Linked DNA regions of Zea mays: region 1 is linked to region 2. Evidence: chromatin contacts called from public Hi-C data. All regions are on one chromosome and are shown on one strand. Each heading gives the region's core, a stretch centred on a gene start, on an enhancer-like site or on the middle of the called end of the contact. The rest is flanking DNA. Distances are from core to core; before and after follow the strand shown. Region 1 holds the start of LOC100381804. Region 2 holds the start of LOC100383610.

Region 1 (6,121 bases), core at 490-2,989, 850 kb after region 2:
TGAAAAAAAACAAGAGTCGAAACTAACATTTACAAAGAGAGATCCCAAAGAACTTTTCCTAGTAGGACTAAAGTAGCGAGATACTTCTTGGAAATAAAAAGAGATTCAAATGAACTTAAGGGTATCAGTTTGACGGGAGAGTGAATATGCAAATTTTGCCAAAGGCATTCCTGTGTTGAACATCTAGTAGTTCATCAAGTAGTCCATAGTTCACATCTTTGTATCATAAAGTAGAAAAGGTTCAATGATGGTCTGTTGGTGTCTGTAGCAGCATTGTCAAATGGACAAAATGAGGTAGGAATATAGTCACAAATTCAAGGTATGAAGTCATGTATAGAGCCAACCCCTTAATTTGATACAATTAGCACAAATTTGAGGTATGTGATTATGTATAAAATCTAATTCTTGATTGATGCAATCAACACATGTAAAATTCAATTGCATGGCCAACATTACAGTCGCAGTTAAATAAAAATGGAAGAAAAACAAGTTAAACTATTCCTCCTCATTTTGTTCTCACTGGTCCATGGCATAAAGGTGCATTTGCTGAAAATTGTAACTAGCAATTAGAGTAAATATCAGAAAGACCTCTAACCTCAAAAGCTTGCTTAAGGTACTCAAGCTCTTTGTCTAGATCATTGATAGCCTGGGTGTAGGCCTGCGTCGGGGAGGACTGGCTCGTTGTGTGGATTTGTCGTACACAAATAAATAACTAATTAACTGGGGAACTAGCTCAATGAATCAGTATAAAAAAGGGAAAACACAAATGGAACTTGAATCATACCCTAACAATGATCTTGTACTGGAGTGGGTGAGGGAGCTTATACCCGGCAAAGAGAACATTTGGGTCTCTGTGCAACTGCCTGTATCATGTCAACCAAACAAACCATAAGATGGGAAGCGTTAAAGAAAAGAAATTAAATTGTACTTACATGCGGAGGATATTGCCTACAGTGTGATCCTCGCGTTCGACAGTGAATGATGCAGCATTCACAATCTTTGTATCCCTCTCTTAGGACACTCTGCATTGATAATTATCATCAGTTCATCAGGAGCACAACCATAACCTACAACTAATCACAAAATGAGCAAGTGCGATAGAAGGCCTCAGGTGGGTCCATAAAATTAAAAGGATTGCACAAGCGTGAAATGATCAGAAACAAGAGAAGTGTCACAGTTCCATAGCTTAATGCCAAAAGATTCACTTAACATAACTCGCAGAACTGTTTTTAATAACAACAAGAGAATTGTAGGCGTTGCTTGAAACATACGTCTCACTTCCCAGAGTCATGAACAACGAAAATCAATTGAGTCAACGATTGCATGCAGGTAGACAGTAGTCCAAGTATGGTGAATGGCTCACTTCTTGGTGCCCTCTGGCACAACGAAACGCTCATAACGGTCAGGGGCATTCATCTCCTGTTAACTCTTTGCTCCTGTCTCTTCAGTAGCTGCAAGCGCAGGGTCCGGGCGTGAACATCCGATATTTTTTTGCGAAAAAATCTAAGTTACTAGATGCACTTGCAATTAGATCCAAACCGACTACAAATTCGTGGGACCCTTCTCCGGCAACGAGCACCCATCAGGTACGCCCGACCGTTCTATTCCCTTTCTGTTGTGCAAAACCGAGCACCCAAAGCTATTAGATTTTTTCGCAACCCAGCCCATCCCGTATACAGTATACCCCAAGTGGCCCAACTAGCCCACGTATATCCTCCAAACCTAACCCTAGCAACACATTTCGCTCCCCACAGCGGCGGCGGCCACAGCCACACGTTCTCGCGCGGGATCTAATTCCAAACAGCACTGCCCTTGCTTCTACCGTTCCCCAAGTGCGCTCCCTCTCTCGCCATCCATCTCGTGCACGACTGGGCAACCGTTGCCGCTGTCGAGGTGCCCAGGTCTTCATCGGTCCCTCGTCAGTTCTTCTCCGGCCCTTCGCCGCCGACAAGCTCCGCCAGGTACGCCCACCATTCTCTTCCGTCCATGCTTTGCGATGGTGAGCACCCACTACCCAAACCCTAACTGGATCTGTCAAGTGTTTACATGTATTTTGCCTACTAACTTCGGTTTTTTTAATTATCGGTGTACGTCTATGCCGTTTACTGCATTCACCTCTGCTCGTTTGTTTGATTCAGTTGAGCAGTGACATCGTGAGCTTATATGCTAGTGTAGCTTATTGGTGTTTCAAGCAATGTATGTCAAATATCTAGATTAGCAATTTATAAACCACGTAAAACCGTGACAGTATCATAATGGCATAAGAGGTTCTTTTATTTTGTTTGAACATTCTAGTCAGAGTAAGTTATGTGTCTGTTTTCTGCATGCTGAAGGTTATACTCAAACCACTTGTGAAATGGCTCTCACCCTATATCTTTCTTTAGAGCATCTCCAACAGAGTGCCCTAAAATAATGCCCTAAAAATTAAATTTCTATCTCATTTAAAAAGTATAGGGCACAAAAAATAGTTCACACTCCAACAATAAGCCCTAAAGTAAGGCAAATAACCGTGAATCGGTTTTTTTCCGTCCATTTGCCGCGAACTTTTCCCGCCTGTGAGCCTTTGGCGCCTATTTTCCCACCCGCGTTCATCTTCCCGGCGACGGCGCGACCCCAGGTTCTATCACATCGCCATCAATACCTCTACCACAAATCAACCTCTCTGTTTTGATAGACGTTTGCCCACACAGGTACTACATCTACAGCGCCACAGGTACTACATCTTCCCTGTGTTTTCTATTCAAGTATTCAGCCATGCGCCCATGCCTTTGTCGTCGTTATTTAGCCATGCCTGTGTACATCTGCCGCATTGTTTTATTCTCCCACGCAACTGAGCAGATTATTTAAACAAATCAGTCAAACGCACATGATCAGTTACATAAATCCATTCACTTAAGCATGTACATGTACTGGTTATTAAACTCTGATAGGCTTGTTATTGGTGAAGCCCCAGAAGTTTCCTATACAATTAATGGACACAACTACGACATGGGCTATTACTTAGCAGACGGGATCTATCCTTCTTGGTCGACTTTTGTGAAAACTAAGAAGCCTGCGGCTAATTTGAAAGATAAAAATTTTGCTAAAGCACAAGAGTCACAAAGAAAAGATGTCGAACGTGCATTTGGAGTATTACAGGCTCGCTTTGCCATTGTTCGAGGACCTGCGCGGCTTTGGGATGAAGCTACACTTCGCGACATTATGACAGCCTGTGTAATCATGCATAACATGATAATTGAAGATGAACCGGTTGACGACAAACTAAACGACATTGATCTGACAAATGTGGTTTCACGAGCAGGAACTGGGAAGTTTTCTTCTTTTGTTCAGATGCGCGAAGAAATCGAGAATGGTCATAGTCATCGTCAACTCCAGGAAGACCTGATTGAACACCTATGGGAGCGGCGCGGACACATGAACCATCAACAATAATTCATTTTATGTTTCAGCAATAGTCATCGTCAGTAGCTTTATGTTTCAGCAGTAGCTTTATGTTTGAGCATCTTGTGTAGCTTTCTGGACACATGAAGCAGCAACAATAAATCATTTTATAGTCTATGAGCACATATGTTTGCTTTAATTTCAGTAGCACATATGTATCCTTGCACCTTTGTTACCTTCAGAAACGAAAATGCATACTAACAGCATACTAACATCTTTCAGGTCACATGTTTCAGACACTATTATTGAACTAAAATGCATACTGACAGCAGTATATAAAGAAAACCAAACTAAACCAGTAAACAGAGCATAACCAAAAAACATCTATGGTTGTGGACTCCCAAAACGTCGAGCTAAAATCTCCTGTTTCAGTAACTTGAAATACTGTTTGGCCTCATCATCCATCCCACTTGTGTCAGTTTCCATCACCTTTTTGTCATGCTGATCTCTTTCAAGGTCTAGCTTTTGCTTCTCCATCTCTTTTTCAAGTTCAAGCTTATGCTTCTCCAGCTCCAAGAACATGTCATCACGTGCCTTCCGATTGTTGTCTGTCTGCACTCTTGATTCTCTAATTTTTTTCATTTCTTCAATGAATGGATCATAATCATTGTCTTCCCTCTTTCTGGCCCGCAAATTTTCCTTCTCAGCCTTCCTTCCAAGAGGTCTAGAATTGTTAATGGTGCCACCGTCAGTACCATTTTCAGCATCCAAATTTGAGACCATAATGGGACTTTTTATTGATGTCCACTTTGGCTCGTGCCTAAGAACTTTGGCTTCGTCCTGCAATAGCGTCTTTGCTAACATTTAGATAAGCCGACACAAGCAACATGTCCTCCTCTTCACTGAAACTTTTTGATCGACCCTTTGACTTTGTCTGAGAATTCATGTCAGCTGCAAGCGGTGACTCTGAGAATTCAGAATCATACTCCACATTGTCCCCCGACCCTAAAGACTGTAATCCATCTTGGTTAAGCAAATTTGTGAAGTAGTTGCCTGTGGAGGACATGGTACTGCAAAAAAAAAGTAATATATAGACATGCCAAGGACCTTGTATCAGCTAATAGGGAACAACTATTCAAACAAAATTATCACAATCAGTATTTAATAGAGGCAACCACAATCAGTAAACATAGACAATCATTCAGCACAAATACAAAATATATGATAGGAGCAGGAAATGAAATGAAACACATACAACCATTACCATTCAGGTGCTGCAAACAAAATCATCCTCATTGAACATATATACCCATCCAGGTGGTGCAAACACAATCATCGTCATTGAACATATGTAAGAATTCAGTCAATGCATACCTATAATCAGGCAACATCCAGTCAGTATCAACAATGCCGGGGGTCGAATGATTTGTAGCTGCAGGTGCTGTAACGGGCACAGGTTGTGACATGGTGCTGCCATCTACGGTGTTTCCACGTGATGTTTGGCAAAAACTAGGTCGGCCTCCTGGAATCACACCAATTGCAGCCTTGAGCGAGGACCTGCGAACCTTAGGGGCTTGCCTCGGATCCATCGATGGCCGCAGGGAGCAGGAAGATGCGGGGCAGCAAGATCTGTGCAGATGCCGCAGGAGCTAGTGCAGGCAGGGGCGGCTGCTTGGGGCGCAAGAAGGTTGGTGGCGTTGCTTCCAGGGGCGCAGCAGGGGGATCGGTTGAGGGAACGAAGAAGATGGGGGCGCCGACGATGGGAACGAAGAAGATGGGATCGCAGCAGGGGAAACGCCGGCCTAGGGGGGATCAGAGCAGGGGGGATCGGGAGGGCACAAGGAAGGAGATGAAGGCCGGCAGAAGGAAGGAGATGGGTGCGCTGAATGTTCCGATCGGTTGGATCGAAGGATAGGGCAGTTCTATACGTGTTGTATGTTTGGGACACTAGAGGAGGTGCCCTATCTAGTTTTGATAAAAATTTACAAAATGAGGCATTTGTTGGAGCTATTTTTTTATAAAAGTGCCCTATAATTCAATATACAACACTTGTATAAGGCACTGTTGGAGATGCTCTTAGTGAATCAATGTTGGTATTTTAGTAGTAGACTTCAGTCGTCAGCCATACTTAGCTTTTTTCTGCTAGTACTGTACTAATGTTTTGTTCCTCCAAGAGACCGGGAAGTAAAATTTAATTGGTTCATATCTTTGGTTTATCATTGTGTTTTTTTGGCTATTGCAGTACTTATGTTACCAAAGCAAGGCTAGTAAATCATGTTCTACTATTACAGGTTGCTGTGTTAAGTCCAAGCTTATCACATGGATTCAACACAAGATTTTCAACCCAGGACATTTTCTATAAAGTTGTGGCCACCAAGTGAAAGCACACGGCTCATGCTTGTTGAGAGGATGACAAAGACTATGTCCACAGAGTCCATTTTCTCTCGCAAATATGGTCTTTTGGGCAAGCAAGAGGCTCATGAGAATGCAAAAAGGATTGAAGAACTTTGCTTTGCATCGGCTGATGAGCATTTCAAAAATGAGCCAGATGGTGATGGGAGTTCTGCTGTCCAGCTATATGCAAAGGAATCAAGCAAGATGATGTTGGAAGTTCTGAGAAAAGGCCCAAGGACTACTGCAGAATTGGAGGCACCTGTAGATGATACATCTCTTGTGTCTGCTGATGCACCTCGTGTGCTTGCTGATACTGTACTGGATATATCTGGTGGGGAGCGTGCTT
Region 2 (6,073 bases), core at 3,318-5,817:
AAGTAGGCAAACGCTTACCCAACATCTTCAAAATTGTTGAAGAAAAAGACCACGTCGTATGTGGTACATTCGACAAAAGTAGAACGAATGGCAGAAACATGGGTCAATGAAGTAGTCTTGCAGCAACCGGTCATGGGCGACATCATGGTCCAAGACGATGTGACTTTGATGTTGCATCCTTCATCTCCTCGTGGAAAACTCAGAGACAAGCTTCGTCGCCTCATCTATTATGGTTTGATAAAGCAACTTGACCATCTCGTCTTCCATCATGTCAACATTCGAACTTGACCAAGACATTTTTACAATGGTGTACTCGAACGAAACGAGGCTGAGATGAGTATGAGGTGGTAGAGAAATTTGAAGTATGAAATATGTGAATAAGTTTAAACATTTCGCCTCTATTTTTTAGACAGAAGCTCTAGTTGGAAGAAAAGGACGTATTCAGTTCCGTAGGCATCACGCACTGTGCAGGGTAAACTCCCCCAAAAGTTGCAACTCAACGTGACAGACCATCTGAGAAGAGAAAATCCTGCATCAGCAGTCCCTTTCAGTGCTTCCATGATGTTTAATCAATGCACAAAGCAAGTCTGAGTTGCAGGTCAACCCTTCGAAATTCAGGAATATTGCAAGGATGTATCGAGGAGCAGAAAGGACAGTCAGGGAGGCGATCCTTTCGTTCGTTACGAGAGTATCTTTTCCTTTCTATGATCTGCTGAAGATCCAAGATCCTTGACAATGTACAGTCAGTTCAATATCCCTGTTCACAACATGCAACCGTAAGGGCTTGTTCGGTTAGCTCTCAATCCATGTGGATTGAGCGGGATTGGATTGGTTTGAATCCCAAACAAGTCAAACTTCTTCTCAATTTTTTCCAATCCCATATAATCCATGTGTATTGGGAATAACCGAACAAGCCCTAACATGGGAAAAGTATCTTCTTTTCTGGCTTCAATCTAATTAGCTACGAACGCTGTTCTGTGATTTGCACTCTGCACACATAACATGAGCGTGCTTATGTATGGTACATGTACAAGCTGCTATTGGCTGCGCAAACGATGAAGTTTTCTGCCGGGTGCCATGCTAGATGCTTCACCTTGGACGCCATGTTGCACGAGACTTGTTCCTTGCCGTCTGACCTCGGATGACCATCCTGACCTGCGCGACGAGAGAATTTTCCAGGGCACGCTATGAGGAGCTCAGTGATAAGGTAACCTCTTGGCCGAGAGCCCGAGACATAGCTCGAAGCCTCAACACGCATGAAAAGCTTGGCAAAAATAGATCTCCGTCCCCCCCAACCTTTTCTATGAACTCCGAGAGAGAAATTGCTAAGCAGCGCTGGGATCTTCGTAGGAGCATGTAATTGTATCCTGCGGCCAGAGTGCAAGGTTCAGTAGACCGAAAACCCGTATCCATTCTGTTCATGTATTGGTCATGAACTTTGCGCTGTTGGAGTTTGATGTTGCTTTGCAGCAAACCACAGCCATACAAGAACTTTGTATGGCATGAAAACTTTGGAGTTTGGTCTTATTCAGACAAACAGCGCGCTAGATCGTTCTCTCGGAATGAGGAGACCAAAAAAATAATAAAAAAAGAAGCAGTAGTAACCGTTGATGCGATGTACCTGTAAGGGTTGGTGCTGGCCTCCAACGTAGCGCCGCATGTCTGCGCAGCGGCACGGGAGAAAACTCTGAAGGTTTTGCTGCTCATCGTAGTAAAGAACCGTAAGAAAGGTGATCGAGTGCCCAAGAAGGCAGGACGGATCACAGTAGACCAGTGTTATAGCGCGTCTCAGTAGAAGAAGAAACTAAAAACCTGTAAGATCCGGTAGCGAAGTAGGCCCCGTCGTTGCTGGCGCAGCAGCCGAACCTGTCGAAGATGTAGTCGTCGGTGTACAGCTCCGACAGCTGCAGCACCAACAGACAAAGCAACAACATTTTTTTTCTCTGAAAAATTTACCATCTTCTCTTTGATGCCAAAAGGAGATTCTGAAACATTTTTTGTTTCGGTGACAACAAATTGTGAGCGTACGTACGTACGTACCTTTGGGCGAAGGAACTCGTGGACTTTGTACGTTGCGACGGGTGAGGTTTCCACGCGCAGGTCCCAGAGCTGCAAACAGCGAGGCTTCAGGGTGAGGCGTTGTTGACGCATCGCTGCTTGCTGGTCACAGGTAGGCCGTAGCTGCATAGTTAGCACTGGGCACCAATGGAGATTACAGCACCTTGAGGTTCATGTAGTCGCGAGTCAGAAGGTGTTCCCCGTCGCCTGTGAACTTAAGGTCGGTGATGCAGGAGATTATCTCACTGAAAAATGTGCTGGGCTGAGGGCGGTTCTCGCGGTCCTGGAACCTGTTCATTCAGTAAGCGACAGTTTCAAAAAAAAAAAATGAAAGAAAGAGCGCACACACGCGTGGTGCGTGGAGAGTTCAATTGGAGGGTTGTTGCAGAAGACAGAAGTCACTCGCATTCTCACGCTGTGGTCGCACAGCGCCGATCGCCGCAGATCGACCAGCCTGACGAGGCCGCTGGAGCTGCCGTAGGCCAGCATGCTGCAGGACGACGGGTGGAACTCGGCCGTGGTGATCACCTCTGCTTCATCATCATCACCCAACCAACACAACACTCGGAATCTCGGATGTAATGTAATGTAAGTGCCAGTGATCGCTGCGGCTTTCACAAACTGGAGGACAGCATATGCTAGTATACCACTCCTACGTACGTACGTACGTACGTCGGTGGGTAAGGAAGGACAAGAAGAAAAACAACGAAATCACCTACGAGGTCCTCCATGTCCGCGGGCTTCATGTCCACGATGTTGAAGCACTGGCGCGTCACCTCCGCATGCCACAGGTTGATCCGCACGTCGTCCGCGGACACCAGCGTCTCCCCGTCACTGTACATGAACGAACGAACAAGCATCGTCATCGGCTCATCGCCTCTGCCAACAACAGAGAACCAGCAGCGGCGCTCAGGAGCGGAATGAACCTAGAGCGTTTGCCTACCAGTTGGTCGAGACGGAGTGGATGTTGAACTCGTGAGCGCGGCCGAAGACTCTCCGGCATTTCGCAGAGTAGCCGTCTCCGACATCGCCTGCTGCCTGGCCACAAAGTCACACACAACAGCAACAGTGTACGAAGTCGTAAATTACCATAGTGCTAGTGCGTCGATCAAACTGAGCAATGCTGCAGAGAGCAAACCTTTTCAGGACGTTCGTCAGGCTCTGCAGACGAACAGCCCCTCGGCAGTTTCGTGGCTGCCGACAGCGCCGCGGTGCCCCAACTCGGCCGACCGTTCCCTTTCTTCGGCGCCTCCGCCTTGTGTTCGGAGACCTGCCCTGGAGCTACAGAACCCGTTACACCACATGTTCCCATGGAGACAGGCGACAGCAAGCATCGACGCATTTGCGTTGGTTCGATACCTTCCAGAGCTTGACCGTGCGGTCGTTCGCGGCGAGCATGAGCAGGGAGCTGTTGGGCCGCGCGCACCACCTCACCTTCTTAATCCTCTCGCTGATGTCCAAGCTGTCCAGCACGTCGAACTGCGCCAGCAGGGAGGGATCAAGGTCAGCAACAGAATGCGTGCACTAGGATATACAGTACGTGCTTCGCGGTGTATTTTGTATCTGATTATGTTTGAACTGCTTTTGTGAACTTTGTCTAGCTGTATGTAGACGGTTTATAGTTGTGTTGTGGCCTGAACAGGTTGTTTTCTGTGATGTAACCCTTCCAGGTTAAGCTCTAGTGCTTATCTGGATGTGGGTAAAACGTTTGTATTTCTGTTATGCAACTAATAGAAATGGAGTGATCTCGGGAAAAAAATATATATATACAGTACGTACAATACAATTCACCCTGCTGCTCGTCTGAACAAACAATAGGGTTGGTGGCTCACCTCCCGTTCGTGGCTCTGGAACTCCGTCGCGTAGCTGTACCTCGGCGGCGGCGCTCCGGCACGGTCCGTGCGCTCAAGCTCCGCGCGAGGCCGCGCCTGCAGACGTGCGTAGGGAGGAAGCCCCGCGTCAGTCACCCCGTGGCCGCAAGAAGCACGAATTAATTAGCTAGCACCGGGAAAGCTAGCAGGACGCTTACGTCGTCGCCGTCGCCGTCGGTCCTCCGGAAGAGGATGACGCGCCCGGCGTTGTCGCCGCCGGCCAAGTACTCGCCGCGGCCGTCGAACTCGATAGCCGAGATTTCGTCCGCTGAAGCACATGCACAGACCGATCAGTCCAACGACCAACATGCGGATAGCTCTCTGAATGTTTGAGTTTGCAGGCAGAGATAAATACCATCGTCGTCGTCCTGCGGACGGGGAGCGCCGTCGCGGCGGGCTTCGGCCGCGGGCGGCAGTTCGCCGAGGACCTGGGAGAACTTCCACTGGGGAAGCCGGAACGGCTGCGCTTCTCGGAGGCCAGGAGACGACGGAGAAGAGGTGGCCGGCGAAGGGGCTACGGACCTCGTCCTCCTCCGCCACCTGCCGCTGTTGCTCATGGCTGCGCCTGCGCCGTACAGGGTAGCACACTAGCTAGCGATCCTCTGTTACGATTACTCACGGGGCCGGAATGCACTTGTGGCGCTGCACATTTTCGCGCGGCCGTGCAGTGATACGGTGGAAATGGTGCTAGTCCGGTTTCTCGAGCATCCGTGGCCACTCGCCTGTTGTTATCGTCTTCTGTTATTTCTCGCACTTCTTTTTTTCTATTATATATATATATAGTCTTCAAAGTTTATACTGCATGTAATCTGAACCCACCCAAACATAAGCAATGCTCCTGCTAACTTTTCAAAACTAAAAAAATCAGATTTTGTAAACAGCCCTGCTAAAAATAAAATAAAGGTACAGCTGAACAATCTTAGGTAAAGAAACTACAAACTGGAACTGGATTCCTGTAAGTGGGACACTCTGCTTCAGTACGTCTTACAAAGAATTCATCGTCCCTATTATTTTAACCAATAGATAGATAAGTAACGTAATCCTAGTTATATATAATGGCTACAGCAGGTTCCGATGGTTCGTACTCAGTCCGTACGCTCTACACTTCATGTGATTGACCTCCATTCTATTCATGGTTGTACGAATAAAGAACTTGACCAACGCTTCAACAACAGCGAAAGAACAAAACTTCGCTAGCCATGTGTTCCACAAGTTGATTGGTTAGCTGCTAAGGTGTCATTTGTATCCGGTTCCCAAATGGTGGCATTGCTAGTCCAGCAATGAGAATAACGGAATCCCCTTCGCATTGAAACTAGAACATTTCACTACTAGTTCCTGTCCAACTTCAAATTCCTTTAGGCCATTTGCCTGCAAGAGATGCTCCAGAATTTCAGTTACCAATGTTCATTGGGAGTATTGGGGGGAGGATGCAACGGTTAAGAATATAAGAATATAGTGTGGCCATTGAGAAGGTGGAGTACAGGGATGAAAAACTGTGTTGCTAATAGCAGTATGAACAAAAAAGATGGCTTGTTTTCTCAAAAGTTTGTACGAAATTACCTCAAATTTATGCATTCCACGCACACCATCACTCAACTCAAGTACTAGTCCATAGGCTCGAATCTGGTAGACCTTTGCTGTAACTACATCACCCAACTTCATTGCCCCAGATTGGAATTTCGTGGGACTCTGATTCTGGTCAGAAGTGTTGTCAGCACTCTGTTCTGGAACATCAGAACCACTGGTTTCTAGTCCATTACTCACAGATTCCTCAATCTTTACTTTCTTAGTTTTCTTGGTAGTGGCACCTGTAGCTTTCTTAGCGGTAGCTTTCCTAACATCATGGCATTCGCTGGCTGGTTTATTTGGTCTAGGAGATGACTTTGCAACCTTCGCCCGCTTCTTAGAACCATTTGCATCATCTTGAGCATCACAGTCAGCAGCACTTCGAATTATAACTGAAGGAGTCGAAAATGCAGCTGCCTCCTCAGTTGTGCCATTTTCATGTTCGGTACTTGATAGCTGAGCATCAACATCCACACTACTCATGTTCTCCACAGCAGCCCAACCAGTAACTTCACTTGGCAAAGGATCCTTATTTTTCAAATCCTTCTTGATACGTGGTTGGGGTAAGGTTGCTTTAA

What was found. A called contact is a pair of places that touch in the nucleus more often than the background predicts.
Region 1: a contact with region 2 is called in a Hi-C map of tassel, with 2.9 times the contacts expected there. The contact joins the promoter of LOC100381804 here to the promoter of LOC100383610 in region 2. A contact is called at or near these places in 4 of 25 Hi-C or Micro-C datasets (ear, endosperm, leaf and 1 more).

What each region holds. Positions count from the first base shown.
Region 1 is chr5:189,078,767-189,084,887 of Zm-B73-REFERENCE-NAM-5.0, forward strand. It overlaps LOC100381804, which reads left to right and starts at 1,740. Exons shown (of 2, transcript NM_001361316.1): 1 at 1,740-1,961; 2 at 5,673-6,121. The coding sequence starts at 5,701. It also overlaps the pseudogene LOC109939581.
Region 2 is chr5:188,225,945-188,232,017 of Zm-B73-REFERENCE-NAM-5.0, forward strand. It overlaps LOC100383610, which reads right to left and starts at 4,568. Exons shown (of 14, transcript NM_001362098.1): 1 at 4,285-4,568; 2 at 4,088-4,197; 3 at 3,891-3,986; 4 at 3,418-3,537; 5 at 3,197-3,328; 6 at 3,002-3,096; 7 at 2,774-2,892; 8 at 2,465-2,588; 9 at 2,222-2,348; 10 at 2,041-2,109; 11 at 1,813-1,904; 12 at 1,622-1,699; 13 at 1,297-1,367; 14 at 943-1,155. The coding sequence starts at 4,486. The coding sequence ends at 1,013. It overlaps LOC100279772, which reads right to left. Exons shown (of 16, transcript NM_001352971.1): 15 at 5,490-6,073; 16 at 4,851-5,297. The coding sequence ends at 5,199.